Linked DNA regions of Rattus norvegicus: region 2 is linked to region 1. A link is a contact called in public Hi-C data. All regions are on one chromosome and are shown on one strand. Each heading gives the region's core, a stretch centred on a gene start, on an enhancer-like site or on the middle of the called end of the contact. The rest is flanking DNA. Distances are from core to core; before and after follow the strand shown. Region 1 holds the start of Tmem201 (transmembrane protein 201). Region 2 has its middle 29 kb from the start of Slc25a33.

Region 1 (4,953 bases), core at 921-3,420:
AAACTCCATGGGTAAGGCAGCAAGGGTGGCTAGATTTGGGCTCTAGACAACTTCTCTGCAACCACTTTGGCCAGTTCAAAAACTCGGAAGGGCTGACCTGAACAGGGACATGGACATGGCTCCTCTGGGCCACAGTCTTGTCCTCTGCTATCTCTGTGCTTAGCCTGAAAACACCCACTCCACTAAAGGCCCTCCCAACAGCAAGTTCCTGTAGGCTCTCCTCTGGCGTATTCGACCACCATTCTCCACAACAGTGGGCCCCTGCCTGCCACAGCCTGGCCTCCTGCTAAGTTAGGCTTGCCTCAGACCTGTGAGTGGACAATTCACCTCCAGATGAAACCCAGAGCTCACAAAGACAGGTGCACACCAGGCGCCCATGCTCTGACCAATCAGCAGCAAGCAGTAGTCCAAACACCCGTACAGCCTGGTGTCAGCATGAAAAAAGAATGAACGAGGGGGTTGGAGAGATGGCTCAGTGGTTAAGAGCACTGACTGCTCTTCCAGAGGTCCTGAGTTCAATTCCCAGCAACCACATGGTGGCTCACAACCATCTGTAACGGATTCTTGTGTATCTGAAGACAACTGCAGTGTACTCACATTCATTAAATAAATAAAATATTAAAAAAAAAAAAAGAATGAACGAGTTTTTGGCTCCTCCTCCAAGAATATATCCCCACCCCCACCAGCCCTTACCCCCCCTTTACACACACACACACACACACACACACACAAAACCTCCTCAGGCCTTAGATTCCCGTCTCTAGCAGAGGCAGGGCCTTCATAGTCAGAGCAGGAGTGACAGGCAGTGATCTAGTCCCACTCTGCTCTTCTGGCCACGTGCCCTATCCTGAGCTGGCAGAGGCAGTGGCACCCAGGAGGTGCCTGGGCTTTGGGACAAGCTCTGCTTGGCACATAAGCAGACTGCCTAGGCTCCCCTAGGTCCAGGTAAAAAGAGACCGCTTTGGGTTAGCTGACCTTAAGAGGCCCCCCTGACTTCCAAAAAGTAGGTGGAAACAAGGCAGGAAGCTTGGGTTCAGATCTCTAGAGTCAGCCCCCCTGGGATGTGGTCCCCTCCTTCAGACACAGCTAATGTCCACTCTCTCCTTAGAAGTCCCATGTGACTCACCTACCTCTAACAACTTTTGCCTGCCCTCTCCTTCAGAAAAAAAGCAGGGTTAAGGAAGGCGACCCATTACCCAGGTTGCCAGGAGTTCAAATCACAGCCCTTTGCTGCCCCGGGGACTAGAGGCAAATCCTGAGCTTTGCACATCCCTAGTTGTCCTGAAGAGGCTCCCATAAATGCACATATGTTCCTATCCTCAGGAAATGTCATCAGGTGAGCTAATCCTTCATCCTGCTGAAGAAACTATTCCATTTTGGCGTTTGACCATGGAGGGGAATGTCTAAGGCCAGCTTTGAGAGTTGGGGTCTGAGTGATCTCTGAGTCATGATAGGACAGAGTATTGGGCCCCAAAGCCCATTCCAGACAGGTGTCCAAGGAGTACAGCGTACACCTCAGAATGGGCAAGTTCCCTAAATGTGCAGGCGCCTGCCTAAGGCTGCTACTGTTCACACGTGCCTCTTCTAAGTACTCAGCTCCAGGGCTTCTCCGGGGGGAAGCTTACGTGAGGAATGTTATTGCTATCGCATGTAGATCATCAAATGCCAGCTCTCATCACCCCAACCGATGAGCTACAGAGGCCCAGCAGGGCAATACAGCCAGGAGCGCAGGCCTCGAAGGGAGGAGCAAGTAGCAGCCCCCTCCCCCAGCCACGGTAGGGAGCTGCTCCCCGACGAGGTTTTTCGGAGATGAGAGCAAAGGTGGAGACGGAGAAAGCATCTCGCATCCGCGAGCAGGCCTGGTCCGCCCGTGGGACTCCGCCGTAGCCTCGCGGGGGCGGGGCGGCAGCCCGGGCCGCGTGCAGTGGGGCGCGCACTCACCTCCGCGCAATCCGGTAGAGCACCACGCCGGCGGCAGCGCACGCCGTGACCCCTAGGCCTCCCGCCAGGCCGGCGGTGGGGCAGCTGGCCAGCAGCGCGCTCACTCCTTCCATAGCTTCCGGGCGGAGTCGGTGGGCTAGGGGCGCCGGACGCAAAAGGGACTCCCGGCGGCCCGCGCGCTCCTGCTCGCGCCGTGACCTTCGCCGCTTTGTAGCCGGCGCGGGCCCGCCCCTTGACTCGGCGCGCTCCCGCCGCGCAGCCAATCGAGGCGCGGGGCGAGCCTGGGTGGGCGGGGCGCCGACGGAAGCGCTCAGCGCTGGCTCGGACGCGCCTCCCAGCGGCCGCTGTTGGAAAGCCACTCTCTAGAGCTGGAAGGAGCCCCGCCTGCGCCTGCGCCTGCTGCCTGCGCCTGCCGCCTGCGCATGCGTGCACTTGCGGTTCCCAGTGCTGCTACTCAGCGCCAATCCTTGCCAATGCTTTCCTTTAATTAGTCCTGTTTTCCTGGGGTCGGGCCAAAGCCGGCCTGTGCCGCTACAGAACCCACAGTGGTTGAAAATTAGCTTGCACAAATACAAACGTCCAAAGACGGAAACGAGGTTAAATAATCACTGGATTGGCATGTTTCAGAACATAATGCAGCCATTAGAATGAATGGCTGAGGGGGAGGGATTGGCCCTGAAGGGGTAATCTTTTTTTTTTTTTTTAGTCGAATGTAGATGATTTTCATAGTTGCCAAGTTTGATGAAGCACTTCAAATTGATTACCTCGGGGAGTGGGATCGAGGGAAGAGCCACTTATAGGAGTGTTTCAGCATTTATGTGAGGTAAACTACGGATCAAGAAAAACTCACTGATGCTTGGTGATGCAACCACATCTTTAATCTCAGCGGAGGCAGGAGGATTTCTGTAAATTTGAGGCAACACAGTGAGTTCCAGGTCATCAGGCAATCCATGGGCTAGTAGGAGGTCCTGTCCCAGGGGGGTAAAAAAAAAACAACAAAAAACAAAACAAAACAAAAAAAAACAAACAGAAATAAAAAGAAGAAAACAAAAGAAAAAAACTCTAGCAAGAAAAATTTATACCAGGTTGGACAGGCGTGGTGGCACAAGCCTTTGATCTCTCAAAAAAATCGAAAAATCGTGGAGCATGGTGGTGCATGTCTTTAATCCCAGTACTTGGAAGGCAGAGGAAGGCAGATCTCTGTGAGTTTGAGGACAGCTTGGTCTACAAAGAAAGTCCCAAGATAGCCAGGGCTCTGTTACACAGAAAAACTATGTTTTGAAAAACAACAAACAAAAATGTTTATATTTAATTGCATGTTATGTTTCTGTGGAATACCCCCAACACACACAATTTTATGAGTGTTTTAATGTTTAATTAATTAATTAATTTATTTGGGGGGGGGAGGAGAGGGTTTATTCAGCTTCCAGATCACAGTTCAATCTGTCACTGAGGGAAGTCAGGGCAGAAGCTCCAACAAGGCAGGAACTTGGAGCATCAGCAAAGGCCATGGAAGGGTGCTGCTTCTAATTTATTTATTTTAAAGATTTGTTTATTTATTTTATATATGTGAGTAAACTGTCACTGTCCTCAGACACACCAGAAAAGGGCATCAGATCCTATTACAGATGTTTGTGAGCTACCATGTGGTTGCCAGGATTTGAACTCAGGACCTTTGAAAGAGCAGTAGTGCTCTTAACCGCTGAGCCATCTCTCCAGCCCCTTTATGAGTGTTTTTTAAGATCAAGTTCTCTGTCGGCAATGATGGTCTGGGGGTCACTGAAACCTCTTGCTTTTTTGTTGCCAGTTCATCTGTCCATGTTTCACCAGTCAGGAAGGAGGGAGCAGGACAAGTGCAGGGAATCAATGTAAAACCACAGTGGCATTAGGGTCTGGGCCGGAAGGCGTGTCTTGCACATCAGAGTCAAGGCCTTTCCCATCCTTCTATTTCTCCTAGCTTCGATTGTGCCTAGAATGCAGTGGCTTACACACTGTGTGCCCATGTTTAAACATCATTTGCTCTCTGGATCTGGTGCCTTGGGTTCCTGGGAAGGTCTCCAGTGGGTAGAGAACTGTTGTCTACGAGCTTCCTGAACATCACTCACACGGTCTTAGGCATTCCATGATTATTGGTATCTCGAAGTCTTAGGTAAATGGAAGGAAAACTGAGTTCAGATCCATTTCACATTCGAACTCCTCCAAGCCCCCGTGTTAAGGTTTTGATGTTCAGCTGGTGAAGCTTGAAAGGTGTTGGAAACTTTAAAACTAAACAACACAAAACCACCAAAACAAAAAGTCCCACCTTTTATGACGATGCCCGGTGCCTACTGAGGCCCAGTGTCGCTGGGTCTGCTGAGACTGGAAGTTGATGTTTCTGATTCATCTTGTAGGATTCAGAACTTGAACCCATATCCTGTAGGAGGAAAGCCAGCGTTCTTAACAGGTGAGCCATTTCTCTAGCCCCAAGTGGTAAAAACTCTTACGAGGCACGGCCTAGTAGTTTAGTCACTGGGGCATGTCTTGCGGGGGACCATGAGGCTTTAGTATCTTATCTCTGCTTCCAGGACATTAGATGGCTTTGCTATGCTGTATGCCTATTTGAGCTGTGTCTCCAGAACCACCCCCCCAACAATGGGTCAATCAATCATAGACTAGAACTTCTCAAACAGCCAAAGCAAACCTTCCCACCTCTTAGACTGACCACCTCAGGCGTTAGCTGCCAGTCTTGAGTTAGGCATTCCACCAGTCTTTACGGCTTCTTGGCTATCCTTTAGTCATGGCATCCTGCGAGAGGGACACACAGTCCTGTAGGCCACTTGTAATCCGCACCATTGCAAGGTGGCCATGTACGGTCTGCCTCCTGCTGACAAGGCTGCCAGGATTGCATATATGGGGAGACACCTGCCCCCTTGGCCCAGTGCTTGGCGGGTGCCCGGATGAAGCGAGGGCTATTAAAGGTGTGCTATGAATGCACATAAAGAAGTACACGTGAGGACCATTCAGAGGTTCCAG
Region 2 (5,432 bases), core at 1,732-4,231, 61 kb after region 1:
GGGTGAGGTCCTTCTGGCCAGCTGGCACAGGACCTACTGAAAGCCCACTCCAGGGTGTGTATCCAACGGCAGTGACCTGCCATGGGTATCCCCAAGTCTTAGGCTGTGTGGTGAAGAGGGTTGCATGGGAGTAAGAAGGGAAGATAGCCCAGCTGGTAACCTGCGTGCCTTTGCTGCAAGCGTGAATGAGGACTTGGGCTCCATCCCCCAGAGCCCATATTTAAAAAGCTCTGACCTGCTGGGGATGTAGATCCAATCCTGGAACTGCTGGCCAGCCAAGCCTAGACTGATTGGCAGGCTCCAAGTCAATGAAAAAGCCTGTTTCAAACCAAAAACCAAAACCCCAAAACCCAAAACCAAAAAGACCAAAACCCAAAACCAAACCAAACAACAACAACAAAACAAGCAGGGACTAGGGTAATGGTTCCGTGGGTTATGTTAGCATTCTGTCTAAGCTCCACCCCCAGAGTTACCAGGCAACAGCCAGGCATGCTCTGCCCCACAGTTACCTGGCAACAGCTATGTATGCCAGACACTATAAAAGGGGCTGCTTGTCCCCTCCTCTCTGTCTTATCCTCTAGCCCCTTTGTCTCCTCTCTCCCCATTCCCTTTCCCCCTTCTCTCCACATGCTAATGGCTGACCTACTCTCCTCCTCGCCTCCTCCTCTTCTCTACTTCTCTTTCTCTGCCCTACTACTCTCTTAACTCCCCTCCCCATGCTCTGAATAAACTCTATTGTATACTATTCTGTCGTGTGACTGGTCCCTCAGGGGAAGTGATGTCTCAGCAGGGCCCGCTGAGGCACCCCCTTTCCATACCTCACCACACCTCCATAGAACCTAATCCCCACTCTCTTTATCTTTTCATAAACACATCAGGTAGAATGTTCACTGGGCAAGCATGAGGACCTAAGTTTAGATGCCCAATACCACGCGAAAGCCAGGCATGATGGTCCAGTCTCTAATCCTAGCATTGGGTTGGGGGCGGGGAATGTTGGAGGATGGGGAGGGCTGATCCCAGGACACTCTGGCCAGGCTGCCTAGATGAATGGTAAACTCCCAGTTCAAAGGAGAAGACAGAGAGTGATAGAGGAAGACACCTAACCCACATACATGCATGTGTACACACACACTCATACACATGAGAGAGAGAGAGAGAGAGAGAGAGAGAGAGAGAGAGAGAGAGAGAGAGAGAGAGAGAATTTTGCAAGTGATTGCACTCAGAGTCCTCTGCAGGGCTCTGCCTCAGCCAGATGAAGGCGGCAACAGTTAGGGAAGAGTATCCAAGCAGCCAGCCTGGCAAGGCTTGGGGAGTCCCAGTGGGCTCTCAGGGCAATTATACAAAATTCACTTTCCCTAAAGGTGAAGCTTTACCCAAGTGTGGACACTTGGCCCCTTCCCTTGTATCTTCTCACTGTTACCAGTGGACATGGAAAGAACTGGATTTAGTGACTCTCAACTCATCTGTTAACTGGTCCCTGCCATGAGCGTGTCCCTCTGTGCTTGGAAGTTTGCTTGTCTGTGTGGTAATGTTGGGAGGTCATGAGACTGTCTCCTCATGCTCTGGGCCGCTGTCTCTTCTCCTCTCACATGCTCCTTCCAACATGGGACCATTGCACGAGGGACTCTCAATAGAGGCTGTGATTAAAGGAGTGTGTGTCACTGCACCTGGATTGTTTGTTTGCTTTTTAATTTTAATTTATGTGTATGCGTGTCGATCACTCTGTATGCCCCATGCATGCAGTAACCCATGGAGCCCAGAAGAGGGCAGTAGAGTTCCAGTGCTGGAGTCACATGGACTTGTGAGCAACCGGATGTAGGTGCTGGGAACCAATCTCGGGTCCTCTGGAAGAACACAAGTGATCTTACTGCCGAGCCACCTCTCCAGTCCTGCTTTTAGATTTTGGAATCGCCAAATCTCCTTTATTTATAAGCCTGCGGTGCTTTATTATAGCCATAGAAAATGATTGTTGTGAGTTTAATGGTGTGTTCACCCCAACCGCCCCATCAAGATATGACTGCGTTGATCTGGGAAAGTGACCTTATTTTTAATCAAGGTCTGTTGAGGGTGTCACGTGATTAAAGACGCCAAGACAACATTATCCTGGATTCTGCATGTGAACTCTAAACCCAGAAGCTGGCGTCCTTATGAAAGGCAGGGCAGGAGGAGATCTAACATGGAAAAATATGACGTATGACTAGGAGGGAGATAGAAGGCTATAGACACAAGGGACAGAGCCTGAGGCCACCAGGATCTAGAAGAAGAGGAGGGCTGCCAGGGCATGGAAGTACATGCTTGCACTCCCAGAACTCGGGAGGAGGGAGAGGTGAAGATGGGGAAGTCAAGGGCATCCTTAGGGACAGGGCGAGTTTGAATCAGTCAGGGCAATAACCTGACCATCCTCCCTCTAGGGAGGAAAAAAGAAGAACACAAGTTTCCATTAATATACTGGTTTTAAACCCACTCATTTCAGAATATAAAAACATAAACTTCTGATTTTTTGTTTTGTTTTGTGTTGTGGACCATCTTCATAGGAGTACCCTGGGTCCTCCATGGGTGAGGATGACCCCATGTGCCTGGTGGACAGCCTGGACTTGCTCCTAGCTGTCGTTTCTATGGATACTCTTCCCCTCAGGTTGGCCATGCACCCTCCTCTTCCTTTATGCCAGAGTGAAGCAGATGGATGGCCAAAAAGCATCTAGTATCTGGGTAGGGTAGCACATCACTGCAGGCTCAGCGCTGGGGAGGCTGAGGTAGGAGGATTGCTGCCAGTTAGAAGCTAGCCTGAGAAGCCATGAGTGAGAGATCTCGAAAAGCCAACAGCAACAATGGCAAAGGCCAAAGGAAGAGACATGGGTCGTGGAGTTCAGGGGTTGGAGGGACATGAGGTTCCAGGCAAGTAACTGCAGCTTTGTGAAGGTTCCCAGGCCTGCTGGGAGTTTGTCTGCCTGTCTCACCAGAATAAACAAACAGGCTCCCGGGAAAGGGGAAGTCACGTGGGGCTGCCTCCCTCTGCTCTCGCTTGGAAAAGCTGTCTCTGGAGCATGCAGCCCCTTGCGGGTGGAGGAAGGCAGACTCTGTTGGTAATGGTGGGGTGGCTCCTGATGCAGTCTGTATTCTGGGCAGCAGGTCGAGCTGTTAATGGGTCTGGCTTCCTGGAGCACGGGTTGGACTTGTTTGTCTCAAGCTACAGGTTTTTTCTTTCCATGCCCCTTTCCCCGCCAGGGAGAATATGCACCTGAATGTGGCACTGGCAATCCCAGATCAAATCCATGGGCCAGCGTCTGCCTACTGCCCAAGTTCAAGGCCTGACTTTTCCCCCACTTTCCTTTGGGACAAATGTATTGACTATGGGCATTGAACGTGGGCTCAGGGTCAGGGAATGACCCTTAAAACATCTGCCCCTGGGCTGGAGAGATAGCTCAGCAGTTAAGAGCTCTGACTGCTGTTCCAGAGGTCCTGAGTTCAATTCCCAGCTACCGCATTATGGCTTACAACCATCTGTAATGGGTTCTGGTGTGTCTGAAGACAGCTACAGTGTACTCATATACATGAAAGGAAGGAAGGAAGGAAGGAAGAAAGGAAGAAAGAAAGAAAAGAAAAGAAAGGTTTTTAAGGAAAAAACCCCAAAAACATCTGCCTCTAACTGTGTCCTTCTTTAGACAGGGGCAGAATAGAGCTTTGTTCTTTATTTATAAGTTAGAAGGAAGTCCTCAGAGAAAGCTCCTTCCGACACTGCCTCTAGACGGTGCCAGGATTTTCACATTTACAGGCCCCTTCCTCTTCAAAAGAAAACATTAACTATTTTTTATATAGACCACCCAGTCAGACTTTATAACAGTTGAAACTTTTTTTTAGTATTTATTATTTTTTGAATTTTGAGTGCATGGGGAGGGGGCCGCACACATGCACAAGCACAAGTGCAGGTACCCTTAGAGCCCCGAAGAGGGCAGATCTCCCAGAGCTGGCATTACTAGTGGTCATGAGCCATCCCATGGATGCTAGGAACCAAACAGGTAAACAGGTGTGTGTAACTGCCGAGTCTCTCCAACCTAGGAATTAATGTTTTTGTGTACAGTCCAAAAAGTATCAGACTTTTGACGTCTCAGCTCTGAGTAGAGCTGGCTGGGCCTGGTGCAGCTGTCTTTCCTTAGACCCAGAGAGGAGTGTGTGTGTGTGTGTGTGTGTGTGTGCGCGCGAGTGTGTAGAAGCAGGAAGTCAAGATCAAATGTTTTTCTCAATTAGTCTTCATATTTTGAGACAGACTTTCTCAAGGCAGTCCAGTAACTTTGTTAGGCTGGTTCACCAGTGAGTTCCAGAAACCCACGAGTACCAGATCCCTGGCAGTTCTGGGACTCTAGATGTGCATTACCCTGCGTTTTCACTGGGACACCAGGCACCTGAACTTAAGTCCTCATGCTCGGGCCGCAGGCGCTTTATTGACGGAGCCGGTCCCACGGTCTCTCAAGGGATTTTTAAGCTGAAGAGTGATGATTGGCCTTGGACAATGGTCAGTAATGGACATGTTTACAGTGGAAAGGAAGGGATAGTGGGAAAGTTCTCAGGCTAGCCCCATGCAGGAGCCAGGAAGATTCCATCGAACCTGCAAGCAGGACCCGGGGTAGCCTCATAGGATAGGATGGGTGCAAAAGCACACTGGAATTGGCTACTGGACTTTCTTTCCTGCCACTCTCTTCTGACCTTGACCCCCTGCCATTCACTCACAGCTCTTTGCCACAACACTGCAGGGTGGTCGCCAGGACCGTGGCTGGATCTAGTTTACTTTTCTGTATTCCCAGAAGCAGGATGAAGGATCAGCCCAGTCTCCTGGGAAATGTCTGCAGTGTGGAGGCTGCTTGATGTATTATGGGATGTAGCAGAGCTCCAAGAGATCAGAGTTAGAGCAAGGTAAGAAGCTTTGGGTGGGGGAGGGGGTGGGCTGGAGAGATGGCTCAGCGGTTAAGAGCGCTGACTACTTCTCCAGAGGTCCTGAGTTCCATCCCCAGCAAGCACACTGTGGCTCACAACCATTTGTGATCTTATGCCCTCTACTGGCTACAATGTATTCATAAAACAAAAACAAAACAAAAAGGGTGTGTGGGGTGGAGGTGGGGGCTCTGCTACGGAGCCAGACTGCACGGTGCAAGGGATTCAGTAGGGAGATTAGACCTGCCCTGGGTCAACCTGGCTGAGCCCAGGGACAGCAGAGCAGAGGAGAGGCTGGGATTATGGCTTAGGCTTTAATGAAATAATGAATACAGGCCCCCTCTGTAAGCATTCTAAACTCCACCCCCACAGTTACCTGGCAACAGCCAGGTATGCTCCTCCCCACAGTTACCTGGCAACAGCCTGGTAACTGATACTATAAAAGGGGCTGCTTAGGGGTTGGGGATTTAGCTCAGTGCTAGCAAGCGCAAGGCCCTGGGTTCAGT

Evidence for each region. A called contact is a pair of places that touch in the nucleus more often than the background predicts.
Region 2: a contact with region 1 is called in a Hi-C map of liver, with 2.5 times the contacts expected there. The contact joins the enhancer-like site here to the promoter of Tmem201 in region 1. A contact is called at or near these places in 11 of 12 Hi-C or Micro-C datasets (the A7r5 cell line, the Rat2 cell line, Schwann cells and 7 more) and 1 of 1 datasets of contacts at active chromatin or transcription factors (oligodendrocytes).

The regions. Positions count from the first base shown.
Region 1 is chr5:165,469,731-165,474,683 of GRCr8, forward strand. Tmem201 (transmembrane protein 201) reads right to left here and starts at 2,171. Exons shown (of 11, transcript XM_001078224.7): 1 at 1,942-2,171. The coding sequence starts at 2,054.
Region 2 is chr5:165,529,525-165,534,956 of GRCr8, forward strand. No RefSeq gene overlaps it. Among named protein-coding and RNA genes, the nearest start is that of Slc25a33, 29 kb to the left of the region's middle. Within about 2 kb of position 2,982, at least 26 of the 93 cell types and tissues checked have an H3K27ac peak or open chromatin away from gene starts, as enhancers often do. A contact at or near this core is called in liver, where this site is marked.